Linked DNA regions of Arabidopsis thaliana: region 2 is linked to region 1. A link is a contact called in public capture Hi-C data. All regions are on one chromosome and are shown on one strand. The core of a region is the stretch at or near the end of the contact, and the rest is flanking DNA. Distances in the headings are between cores, read along the strand shown.

Evidence for each region. Capture Hi-C pulls out chosen DNA fragments and counts their contacts.
Region 2: a contact with region 1 is called in a capture Hi-C map of seedling, with 4 times the contacts expected there. A contact is called at or near these places in 4 of 26 Hi-C or Micro-C datasets (cotyledon, seedling and shoot) and 3 of 3 other capture datasets (root, seedling and shoot).

The regions. Positions count from the first base shown.
Region 1 is chr4:10,728,335-10,735,442 of TAIR10.1, forward strand. AT4G19720 (Glycosyl hydrolase family protein with chitinase insertion domain-containing protein) reads right to left here and starts at 3,474. Exons shown (of 3, transcript NM_001341372.1): 1 at 2,704-3,474; 2 at 2,085-2,462; 3 at 1,632-1,927. The coding sequence starts at 3,361. The coding sequence ends at 1,872. It overlaps AK-HSDH II (aspartate kinase-homoserine dehydrogenase ii), which reads left to right. Exons shown (of 18, transcript NM_202847.3): 13 at 1-16; 14 at 139-284; 15 at 377-512; 16 at 608-691; 17 at 777-869; 18 at 957-1,434. The coding sequence ends at 1,202. It overlaps AT4G19730 (Glycosyl hydrolase superfamily protein), which reads right to left and starts at 6,641. Exons shown (of 2, transcript NM_118093.1): 1 at 5,969-6,641; 2 at 5,530-5,855. The coding sequence starts at 6,641. The coding sequence ends at 5,530.
Region 2 is chr4:11,689,753-11,696,231 of TAIR10.1, forward strand. WRKY31 (WRKY DNA-binding protein 31) reads right to left here and starts at 4,830. Exons shown (of 6, transcript NM_118328.4): 1 at 4,252-4,830; 2 at 3,928-4,026; 3 at 3,521-3,682; 4 at 2,569-2,961; 5 at 2,360-2,473; 6 at 1,420-2,246. The coding sequence starts at 4,482. The coding sequence ends at 1,629. It also overlaps the pseudogene AT4G22066.

The DNA.
Region 1 (7,108 bases), core at 2,224-4,723:
AGGTCCCCTCGATCAGGTAATATATTCTTCTCATCAAGTATACTTCTTATGAAACTCTGTTAAAGAAACTCAATAGGAAATGTTCCTGTCCTGTGTTGGTTTCTTACTCCACTGATGTTTCTCTGTTTGTGTGCTCAGTACTTGAAACTGAGAGATCTTCAAAGGAAATCCTACACTCATTACTTCTACGAAGCCACTGTTGGAGCTGGTCTTCCAATTATCAGCACTTTACGTGGTCTCCTTGAGACAGGAGATAAGATACTACGCATAGAGGGCATTTGCAGGTCTGTTAATTAACAGATCCACCACAGTTTGACTCTGAGTTCTTTTCTGATGATTTCTCTTTTGGATTTTGTTTTTTTGTTCTTTCCTCCAGTGGAACTTTGAGTTATCTATTCAACAATTTTGTTGGAGATCGAAGTTTCAGCGAGGTTGTCACTGAAGCAAAGAACGCAGGTTTCACTGAGCCTGATCCAAGAGATGATTTATCTGGAACTGATGTTGCAAGGAAGGTACGTTAACTCTTCTATCTATCAAACTAACCTAGTAAAGTTCTGAAACTGATGATAGTCTCTCTCATTGAGCCAAAACCCTTCTGTTTGTGCAGGTGATTATCCTCGCTCGAGAATCTGGACTGAAATTGGACCTCGCTGATCTCCCCATTAGAAGTCTCGTACCAGAACCTCTAAAAGTATAAGATCTCTCTATATGTATATCTCATTAACAGCAAAACTAACAATGTCTGCACTCAATGTCCTTCCTAATTCTACTTTCAGGGATGCACTTCTGTTGAAGAATTCATGGAGAAACTCCCACAGTACGATGGAGACCTAGCAAAAGAAAGGCTAGATGCTGAAAACTCTGGGGAAGTAAGATTATTCACAACAAACGTTTTCCCTTTCGATCAATGTGATCATATTTTAACCATATATATATGTATGTAAACTTGAATTTAGGTTCTGAGATATGTTGGAGTGGTGGACGCTGTTAACCAAAAGGGAACAGTTGAACTTCGAAGATACAAGAAAGAACATCCATTTGCGCAGCTCGCAGGTTCAGACAACATAATAGCCTTCACAACGACAAGGTACAAGGATCATCCACTTATAGTCCGAGGACCTGGAGCTGGTGCTCAAGTCACGGCCGGTGGTATATTCAGCGACATACTAAGGCTTGCATCTTATCTCGGTGCACCGTCTTAACTGGTGAAGAAAACACCCCACATTAGTTATCAGTTTTGCTATTATCTTCCCGCTTAAAGTATCAGCTTCGGATCAACTACCTTTTGCTGGTCTTTGTAGTTTTTTGTGGTAACATGTACAATAGCAACTAGTTTTGTTGGATATGTTTTGATTTTTTTTAATACAGTTTCATTTGTTTAATATTTACAAATCAAAACGATTTGATATTTAATAAAAAGGAGCATTTAGAATATCTATTTTTTTGGTTTTATATAATATAATTAATTCTCCTTATAAGATTTCTGCAATGTACTACCATGCATTTTTTCTGAAAACCATGATAATACAAATTTACAAGCGGCTTTCCAAATATCAGATTTAAAATTTAAAAGCATGCATGCATAGATTTACACGTAAGTGATGTTTTTTCATAATGCGTATTTTTATAGAAACCAAACTTTATTTAATTATTTTTTGTTTACAATGATTTAATTAGCAAGCGTGAAAACAAGATACGCACACTTCGTTTTAATAAAAGGCAACACTTACGAGAAAAAAAGAAAGAAAGATACGTTTGTCTAAAAAAAAAAAAAAAAAAAAAAAAGATACGCAAGACGTGTTTTATATGTCTTAGAATAACATAAGCCAACATGTTATATTCTTTACTCGTCATTATTTATTTCTTCTTCTTTAGTGGTTGTCTCCGCTGGTTGTCTTTGTCTCTTTAGCATCCCATGCTTGCGATGCTTCAAATTTCCAAAAATCCATATATAAGACTTGGTACTTATCCGATATGACACTAAATATACTTTTTGTTGCAATTCATGAAATAAGAATAGCAACTCCGTTACGAAAATGTAAATAAAGAAAAAAATAAAGATTCATAAGTACAAAAAGACGAACCTGCACGAGATAGGCCAAAATTATCATCAGCTCCAACATGCCATGAGAAGTAACCAAGCAAACCTTTCTGTTTAGCGTATTTTACTTTAGCCACGACGCTCTGATGATCATCGTACCCAATCAAACTCGTCCCGGCAAAGCAGTAATCTCCAACCACCGTCGAGTCAAAAACCGGTCTTGCTTTGTGATCCACTATTAACCTTTTTATCTGATCGTAGTTGATAGAACCCTCAGCTGATGTAGCTACTCGGCTGGTGGCCGCATCATTGCCGCTTCCTAGACTCCAGGTCCATCCAACGTATGGAAATCCCAAGACTGCTTTCTTCGCCGGAAGTCCGGCCTTAATCCACTCTTTCAAACCATAGTCCCCACATGGACCTATCAACCAAATTATATTACAGTTAAACCCTTGACCAACCAAAATAAATTACTCACCTGATTTTACTTTTTAATTGATAAATCCTATGATCGATCTGGTCAGTCCTAGTAAGAACACACCTAGTGATATTTGTACAAAAGGTTTTAGGCAAAAGTCTGTAAACCTCTAAACCCGAAACCAAAGTATGTAATATTAGTTTTTTTTCAAACCCCACAGGAACACACATACTAATATTTGTACCTTTCGGGTTTGAGGGATCAAACAGAGCGGCGGGTGGACCAATGGTTGTGGATGAAGAGTAGAAATCATAGGCAATAAGGTTAACCCAATCCAATTTTTTTTTAATCTCCCGAATTGGGTAGGAAACAGAATCGTAAACCGGAGAGTAGTAAACCGCAGCCGTCAATAGCAAAGGCATTCTTTCGGTGCGTTCAGCATCGTCCTCAATCGCTTCTCGCCATTGTTCAAGTAGTTGACCAAAGTTTCTCATCTCCACATCATCTTTTGGGTACTTCCAAACCAGATCAAGTCCGTCAAATCGATAGTATCTAGCGCTGGAGATCGCAGACCAAATGAAGGATTTACGAGAAGTGGGGTTACTTGCCATAGACGCAAACGCGGATTTATCTGCGTTTCTTCCGCCGATGGACAAGAGGGTTTGCACGTGAGGGTTTTTCTTCTTGACGATTTTAGTGAAGTTGGAGAATTCTTGTTCGTGAGCGCCGGAGACAACGACGCTGTTGGTCTGAGGGTCAAGGTCGGCAAAGGCGCAGAAAAGATGAGTGAAGAGAGTTGAATCGATTAGCACGGCTGAGGATTGTGGGACTACGCTTCCGGTGGTTGGGGATGATGCACCATCTGGGAACCAATAGGATGCTTTAACTACTTCCGTATACATTTTTGTCTGAAAGTCTTTTACGAAATGCTTTCTGTGTTATTTTGTTTGTTGTGCCTTGCAGTACAAACTAAGAGGGTGCTTTCATTCTCTATCTATAGGGAATTTGGGAAGAGGTATTATAAATATTGAAAGAAAAGAATATTTTCAACTTTGAATTTAGAAGGATTATAGTGGATTTAAGTTGATTTTCAAAGACTGCCAAAGTCTTTGTTAAATGTTGTGACTGTGACACCAGACCCATCAAGGAGCGCATTCATATCATAGTTGATGTATTTTTTATTTCACAAATCTCTTTTTAAGTTTAAAAATTAATTTATGGTAGTCAAGTAGTTGAAGAATTTAACGTATAATATAAGTATAAAAGTTTTGGTTTGACTACTCCCATTATGATTTCAATCAACGTTGGCAACTGGCAAGAATATCTAAACAACAACATATGTTACAGATCAACAACATATGAATATTTTACCAAGTTATACGTCTAATAGGTATGTCATATCTCTAGAGTGGGAATGTTTATATTATAGTTTTTTCCAACATGAAATTAATACACTAAAAAGGAAAAGTATAGTCTTCCAACAATAGAAGGAATAATATAAAAAAAGACTTGGTTATAGTCCATAGAATTAAAAAAGGCTCCGGTCATATAGTCCATATTAACAAGTCTATTTGTCTACCAATGAACTGGTTCACATGCATTATAATAATATTGTACATTCTTCATTAAACTGGACATTAATTAATTGAGGAATTCCTATAAGATTATTGTATGAGCCGTGCATGTGTACAACATTATCGCAACTCATATAACTTTGAAAATTCAAAATGAAATAATGAGACGGTTTGGTCTAGAATTGTCACAACATTTTTATTGAAATGTGCAGATCAGATTGTAAATCAATCTGTTAGTCATAAAAGAATGCATGTTTAAAAACAAGCACCTCTATTACAATTTTATTGCGTTCAAGTTAGTCAGAAGGGAGTAGATTGATAGTAAAAGATATGCTGCATGCTTGATTCTGGAATCTCTTTTCATTGTGGTTCACTCAGTGTCGGTCCTGATAAATATGAGGCCCAATACAAAACAATTTTTTTTTATATAAGTTTTGTTGATAAAAGTTAAAATTTGAGACCAAATCTTAAAATTTCGGGAATCAGACCTATTTTTGCAATAACAAATAGATAAATTTAAAAATTAAGATTAAATATTAAGTTTCAGAAACATAAGACCTAGTTTTGCAATAACAAATTTTTTGGGAGGTCTAACTTTGTTACTAAAACGTTTATTTAGTTTTGGAAGCTCAATACCCATGTACCTTTGAATGATTAGTTAAAGAGAATTTCAATGTTTTTCTCTTATATCGATTCAGCTCTTTTATTCTTTTCTTTTCTTTAGGGGTTTATAAAGATTTTAGCTTTTCTAAACTATTGTAAATGATCATTTCTTTTGGTATCTAAATTCATATATCATTATATATATTTTTTTCCCGATAAGATGTGAATTATTGAATGATTAAACAAAATATATCAAACAGGCCACAGTAATTGTATATTTATACGTTAATCATAAGTTTGTAAGTTCAAGTCGTACGGTCTAAATTTGTTAGATGATCTCTTAATAATATAAAGCAAGCATGTTGTTTGTTATTTTTCATATAGAATCAAACATTTCTTTAAGAAAAGAAGAAGATATATAGAAATCAAACATTTTTATTTATTGTATAAATTTTTTTTTTTGTTTACAAGGATATGATACAACAAGCATGTTTTATTTTTATTACAGATAGCAAGATACCGATAAGGAGAGAGGCGTGTTTTATTTTATATCTTACAATAACACATAAGCAAACATGTTTTATTCTTCACTCGTCTTTTATTTATTTCTTCATTCACTTTTACTTGTGGCCGGAACTCCACCGATGGTTGTCTATTAAACACCCCATGCTTTGGATGCTGTAAATATCAAAATACATATATGAGAGACTCGGTAGTGTTGAATTAATCCCATATATAGGATTTATAATTTTTGCTGCAATTCATAAACGAAACAAAAAAAAAGGTATTTATGTAGAAAAAGAAAGAGGCGAACCTGCATTAGATAGAACAGTGTTATCGTCAGCTCCAACGTTCCATGCAAAGTAACCAAGCAGACCGTTCTGCTTAGCGTATCACACTTTGGCCTCGACGCTCTGAGTATCTTCGTACCCAATCCAAATCTTCTTGGCGAAACAATAATGTCCGACAACCTTGGGGTCATAAACCTTTGCTGCTTCCTCATCCCTTATGAACTTGTTTATCTGAGCATAGTTTATAGAACCGTCCTCAGATACGTCATCCTCAGATTTGGCTACGCCGGCAGCGGCCGCATTATAACCGGTATCTTTATCGTTTTGGAGAGTCCAGGCCCAGCCAACGTAGGAGAATCCCAAGACTGCTTTCTTCTCGGGAAGTCCGTCCTTAATCCACTGTTTCAAACCAGAGTCGCCGCTTGGACCTATCAACCAAAGTACCAATATATAGTTCCAAGTTAAACAAAAAAAAAAAAAATTGATCACCGAAGTATCCCTTCTTAAATGATATACTACAACTATATATGCTTAATTATACCTTCGTTGTTAGAAGAAACGTGCAGACCGGCGGTTGGAACGGTAAATTTGGAGGACGACACCGGTCCGTAAAAATCATAGGCTATAATATTAACCCAATCCAAGCTTTCTCTCATCACTTGAACCGGGTAGGTAAACGTCTTGTAAACCGAGGAGTAGTAAACCGCAGCGGTCAACAGCAAAGTCGGTTTGCTGCTGCGTCTGCTCTCGGCCTCAACCGCTGCTCGCAATTCTCCAACTAGATTCCCAAAGTCGGTCATCTCATGATCACTGTACGGGTACTCCCAGGCTAAATCGAGACCATGGAATCCGTTGGATCTAGCGATAAAAATCCAAGAATCAATGAACGTTTTCCGAGACTGGTGGTTACTTGCCATGGACGCAAACGCAGAATTGTTTGCATTTTTTCCGCCGATGGACAAGAGGGTCTTCACCTGAGGGTTTCGAATCTTGACGGTTTCCGTGAAGGTGGAAAATATGAATTCGTGCGCTTGGGAGACAAAAACTTTGTGGGAGTTAGCGTCGAGATCGGCGAAGGCGCAGAAAAGGTGAGTGAAGAGAGCTGAGGGAATGGTTTCGGCCGAGGTTATGGGGTCCTGGGTCTCTCCATCTGGGAACCAGTACGAAGCTTTTACCTCGGCGGAGGGGGATCCCAGAATCACAGTAGAAGTCATTTTGGTCTCAAAGTGTTTCTTTGCTTTCTCTTTGTGTTTCTTTGCTTGTTTTGCTTTGTAGTAGTACCTAAGAGGGTGCTTCCCTTCTCTATTTATAGGGATTTTGGAAATATATTTTTTAAAAAATAATTAATCCAGACTAATTCAATTCTTGAAAACCAAAGGTCTTTGCTAAATTAATGCTGTCACTGTGACACCATTCATTAAGAAGCTCATTCTTATTATACTTGATGTATTCTTATTTAACACTTTTTGTGAAGTTTAAACCCTAATTTATTGTTGAGACGTCGTTGAAGAGTACTTTATCTTGCTAGTTTTTAAAACTAGGGTCCGTCTGACTTTTTCCACGGTGATTTTAATTATGTTTTCATGCTATCAATGTCATGGATACACACCCTTTTACACACATACCTGATCATATTTAATCTGCTGGTATTAGGCCTTCAGCTTATGTATGATTCATCTAT
Region 2 (6,479 bases), core at 3,580-6,079, 960 kb after region 1:
TAACTTATAAGTATTGAGAGATTAAGAGAGTTTAGATTTTGAGATATTTTTCTAAGCTAATAAAAGAGAGTTATTCTTTTATCTTTGTGTTCTTAATCTTCTTTGAAACTATATAAACCACACTCACAAAAGACATAACTAGTTGAGAACCCCATTGGAGATGTTCTTAGGACTCAATAAATTCAGCTATATTATAAATGATCATGATTGGAACACATGGTAAAATCCAAGCTTTCTTTTTTCTTTTTTCACAATTAGGCTTTTGATCAGAATGTTATAGCTATTGATTTGTTTGGTTGAAACCCTGTTTTGGCCTATATGTATATGTATTGAAATTCCAAAGCTTTACATGCTCAAAACGGATCAAAATCTTGAAAACTATTACTAAATGATGTAGCAATATGCAAAAATACATATATGTTATAAAAGCAAATACAAAGTATCAGATCAATCATTCTCGTTTGAAAATTGGTAAGAACCATCGCGCGTCATAACATGGAACGGACAAAGAAACAAAGTAATTCGGTTGTTCAGCCTTCTTTGTAACGAGACTGGATATAAAAACATTGTTTTTGTCATAGAGACCTCCAAGATCATTGGCATTGAAGTAGATCAATTTTTTTTTAAAAAATCCTATATTGTCTTCGGCGAGAACTGTGATATACCCAAATCCAAAAGAATTGCTTTGTTTCCCAAAGAAACTATTTTCTTCCATTTGTTTCCCTTCGATGAACCCATCTTGTAGATTTCAAAGTTCCATATTCGTGACTTACTTGGACGTTGACTCTTAACAATTACGACATCTCCACCTACAGTGACAACTAAATTATCCCTATAGTGAGTCCTTTGGACTTCCAGGAAGTCTCATACAAAATCTGGATACTATTTATATGCATCTACGTACACTTATTTTGAAAACTTTTGCTTGAATTTCTCCAGAAAAAACAAAAAATTTGAGTTTATCAAAGTTGAGACAATAAAGCTTGTGATATTGTATACAGTGTCAAAACATTCCTCGATACCTGAGATCTGAGGAATTTGTTTCTTAGAGTTGTCTCCTTTCTTGAAAGAAACAACATGTTCTAATTTCTTCATCAACAATTCCTATAACTAGATAATCTATGGATTTCTCCTCTATGTGGCTAATTAAACTGTTGAAATATAGGTAACTAATTCTTCGGTGAACCGATCAATTAACTGACAAATTGTTTTATAAGTCGACTAGTCCATATATTTTGTGACCTTTAATTGGAACATGTAAACTTGATAAGCGTATTTTGCTTTCATTTTTGTTCCTTTAACCTTTACGGCGTTTTATCCAAAATTCCTAGCTAATAATAATAATAAAAGAATTAACATTTTATTTTAAAAGTAATATATCAAAATGCTATATTACATAAATAAATATGTGTGAGTTTATATAGAAGAAAATATATTTTAGATAGAGATTTAATTTCCAAACAAAATCGTTGATCTTACATGAAGAACAGGAAAAAAAGACATGTTCTTAAGACCCTAGCTTGTTGTCCACGGATAAAAGCTAAACCAACAAAATACGTAGAATTACACATCCGAAACTCAAAACAAAGTACCCAAAAAAAAAAAATCGACCATCAAAATGAAAACTCTTATTGCCTACTGTCATTGTTGCTCGTAGCCACATTATTATTATTGGTGTTATTATTTTGATGACTGGAACCGTTCATAATGGACGTGATCGCTGCCGCTAGAGCCGCCGCAAAGTTTGGATCGGACGCAATTGCTGCACTGGCAGCACTAACGCTCTCGGCCACCGAGGAAGTGGCCGCGATCTGCAGTGGCTGAGCCGGTAACTGTAAACCAGAAAACTTGGACTGTTGTTGGTTATTGTACATAGCTTGACCAACCACTTGAGGCAAAACTGCCGGGTTGAAACCGGGCCGTTGAGCGAACTGCATCAACGGGTTATTAGTGGTCATATTAGGGTTGTTACCGTTGGGTGAATTGGTGAGGTCCAATGTGATGGTTGGGAATGGTGCGGAGGCTGAGATTGTAGCCATGCTTGAGGAGCAAGGCAAGATAGCTCGAGCTAGGAGGTTTGTTGGGTTCATTAAACCGTCTTGACTCGACATTGAGCCCGAGAGGAGCATGCTTGCAGCTGCGGTGGTTGTTGAGGCCATGGCCGTAGCGGCTGGTGGGAGTGGATGGTTGTGGTTTCCTTCGTAGGTGGTTATGAGAATAGATCTGTCTTCTGCGCAACGCTGCACCTGTTAAGACATCATTGGTTACGGCTTCCTTTGTTTCAAACGCAAATTATATAGTAGATCTTAATTATATTTTTATATAATCATGCCGACGTAAAATGTAAAAGCATACGTACTTGCTTGCGAACTGGACATCCACCGGCCATTGTGCAACGATAATAAGCCCGCGGACACGGGTTTCCTTTAGCCATTTTTTGTCCGTACTTTCTCCATTGACATCCATCGCTTATCTATAGAACAAGTTAACAACATTAAAATATAACCGTTAAAATTTATGATCAAATATAAGCCTATGCCTAGCTACCATTAGAGGGATTTAGGTTACCATGGCAGCTTCAGATCGGGCACGAACTGAGACACGGGCTTTCCGCATGGTGGCTTCTGCGGCCGACTGATCAATAACATTTCCGTTTCTGTTTCCATTGCTATTGCTAGAGGATGGATTATGTTTGGGGACTTTGTTAGGGTTTCCCCAGGCGTTAGACTCTGATTCCTCTGAGCTTTCTTCTCTTCCAAGCAACCTCTTTCCGTTCTCTCGGGGATTGGAACTTTCTAGAAGCGAAGGAGGAGAACCTGAACGAACCGTTGTCCTCTCTTCAGATGACACTTCGGCTCCATGCTCTGCTGCTCCAGACGACGGCCCAAGGTCCATGAACTGCCTTGGCACCATGATTTGCAGTTCCTGCCGTTTCCTTCCTTCTGCTTTGCTCTCCTGAGCCTAAGTTAAGTTAATATATAGAAGTGCATATTACTCTTTCTGCATTATTTATAACTAATACTTAGCTAAACAAATAAAATACAAAGCGACTGAGGATTTGTTTTTTTTATAGTTAAATAAGAATGATACTTTTCAGAAAGATCATGAAATAATTTAGTCAATGGATTACGTGTTTGGATTTGTGTGTATGTACCGATTATCGAAAACACTTCGTTTTCTAGATATATAAATCTCATGCGCCGACGTTACTTTACTTAAGATCAAAAATTTCAAATTTATAACGTTTATTACGACCAAAAATACATAGAGTTGGTAAGAAATATATTTTTTAACAACGAACACAACCATTGATCAACTATACAACCTTTTGGATTGTCCACATAGTTCATGTAGTAGTAGTATGCCAAAAAGCTATAGAGGATTCAATGAATACGGTTTGGAGATCGATCTATATATTTTTTACTGACACGATTTAACGGATACATATATAAAATATATGTATATTTTAGAGGGATAAAGATTTAGATCTAAGTAAAAAAGTAAATTATTGTAACATTACCAGGAGATGATCTTGTGAAGAGTTACGTTGTTCTTGTTGCCTCATGACGGCAACAAGTTGCATTTGTAAGGCATTGAAGTTGGTCGTCGCTTGGCTCAACATATCTCTTAGCCTTTGATTCTCTATTTTCATCTTCTTGAGCTCTTCTTGTAGTTGTGCGTTCTTCATTTCATTTATTACAACCAAAGACATATACATATTAGAACGAGAAAAAAAAACTAAACGTCTCCCAAATTTTGAACAGTAATCTATTGAAAATTTGTGCTTTTAGGTCTTTTCAATTAATTTTACTGCTCTCGAACCAAACAGCATTCAGTGGAGTTAGAAGGATGTAGTATTTTGTGTTCGTGGATAAATTAGTTACAGATTAAAATGGAAAACGAGTAAAAAAAAAAAAAAAAAGGTACCTCAATCTTTGCACGTTTATCTTCCATATCCATTGATAGTCCATCATCCACCGTTGACTCATCGCTTCCCGTATTCGCGGTCAGAAGATTCAGACCGATCTATATATATATTTACACAGTATTAATACATTAACCAGATTCAGTTTATCTGTGTAGTAATGTAAAAATAATAAAATTAACTGTTTGCAAAATAATTGTTGCTAGTGTTATGAGCATTCACATCACATCTCACCAACCAAAGAAATATATTTCAACACATATAAGAAATAAAATAAATCATTTAATATCGATAGCAAAAATTAGGAGAAAATCAACTATACTTACATTGACATCTCTGGAACGATCGTTTTCTTCAACTCGTGAACCCTCCATTTTGATGAGAACCTTATTGCCTTCGTCGTCGTCGTCGTTGATGTTCTCACGTGAAACCCTATCTCTCTTCTCTGAGAAGAAGTCAACCTCATCAACCACCACACGATGGTCATCCAACGGTGTGATCTGATCGTGACGGTCTTCGTCACGTGAACCGCCTAGACTCACTGGAAACCGGAACATCTAAGTCTGTGCGTGATACTGATTATTGTAACGATGATTATTTTCTTTGTTGTTGATTGGATTCTCCAAAACCCTAGGAATGTAACTTGCCAGGTAAGATAAAAATGTACGTTTTGATAATTAATCCAGTTTGATGGATCCGTACAGTATCGTATAGTAAGTACCGTTTTGGTGCTTCTCCATATATAGGAAGATCAAAAAGGAAAAGAGCAAAGCAAAAGATCTTAGAAAGAGAGAGAAAGAGTTTGATTAAATTATGTGGTTATTATCGATGAGAGAGTCTCTTACCGGTCCAGATGATTCGCCTACAAAAAGGGTTTTGGCGTCGACTCAAATATCTCTCCAAATTGTATTTTATCATTTATCAATTATATAGATTATATAAATGTATATTTAGGTTTAAGATAGAAGAATCTTGTAGGAAGTTTCGTGGAGACTTTTGGTTTTGTTAAAAAGCGTCAGAGTCTGCGTCATGTGTCTGCCACCTGACATTATAGGAGGAACATGGGTCCCATAATCTAATAGACATATTGCACGTTTACATTTGGTCTTTCTATTGTCTTAACAAACATGCTGCTGTTTTATGATTCGAGTAATGATAAAACTGCGTGGTGTTTCAAATGAAAACTAAAAGACTCCATATTGCTTTTGTTTTATATATTTCAACTCCATGCTCTATGTCTATTGATTTAATTAAGTTTTAGCTATATTGGTACGGAACTCATAGACGTGTGTGATTTTAGATAAATCAAATCCATTACACTAATATATCTAGATAATTTTCTTAAGATATTAAAAAGTCAAATTTCTCTTCTTAAGAAAATATTTATGAATGTTTTTGGATTTTCTTAACTAAATTTGAAAATCTCATTGAACATGTCAATATACACACAAAGAAATTGAAATGCGGCGAAAAGTAGGTGATTTCTAGAAAAGCTATTTTTATACAAATTGGAAATCAGTTATTAATGGATCTTATTCAGGTTTAGTTTTTCCTCATTTTAAGAAATATTTTTGACTATTTCTAATATTAGATCAAAGGATTGGAAAAAAAAGACACCGCTAGCAACTAGATCGGCACCTTTCACGTGATTAAAAATACGTTTTTATGGCAAAAGAATATTCTTACAACCAATTCTTAATTTTGTTGAGACTCGTTTAATAGACGGTACAGTGCATTACTAGTTTTTTTTTTTTAACTAGTATGTATTGATACATAACGTAAGCCGTACGCACATGTGCATATAGTTGTGTTCGTGTGTGTGAAACCTTTTAGTTTGGAGGAAATAAACTTTAAACCGACGTACGTCGAGCAAACTAATTAGAAAGTGAACCCTAAACAAGTAATATTGAATAACTAGGTATTTCAAACAAGTACCTTCTCATCCTATCATATATTCCATTGTTCAGGTTTTGTAGATTTCGGTAAGAAAGAAAATAAGAGTTTGAACTTTCACATAAAGAATCTCATCCTTCCGATTTATCATAGAAGCATATCTCATAAATGGCACTTTAAAAGGATTTTCGTGATTATTATAAGAAGTCATGTACTAAAACTAACAAGTATAAACGCACAAAAAAAATAAAAGATATTAACACAAAAATATGTAACCATTGTTGGTTTCACTTTGTTATATGCACAAACATCTAATGAATAGTACTATTTTTGGGGAAATTTCATAATGTTTAAAATATATAGAAGAATATAAAGTCCCGATCATATTATATATATAAATATATATATTGGATAATGTCTCACTATATGCAGAAACTATAGTTTAGAGAAAATTTTAAGTATATCGCTATTTTTTCTTAACGTATGTTAATTTCTTGTCTTGCTAAAATAAGAAATTAATTGTTTTAACTGCGTAACTTTTTTGATATATTTTAACATAAGAAAAATAATAAAAATAAAAGAAAACATATAAAGTCAAAATCAACAAAATGAGGTTGGCTTCGTTTACAGGTAAGAGTGCCTAATAGGCTTCCCCACTGTG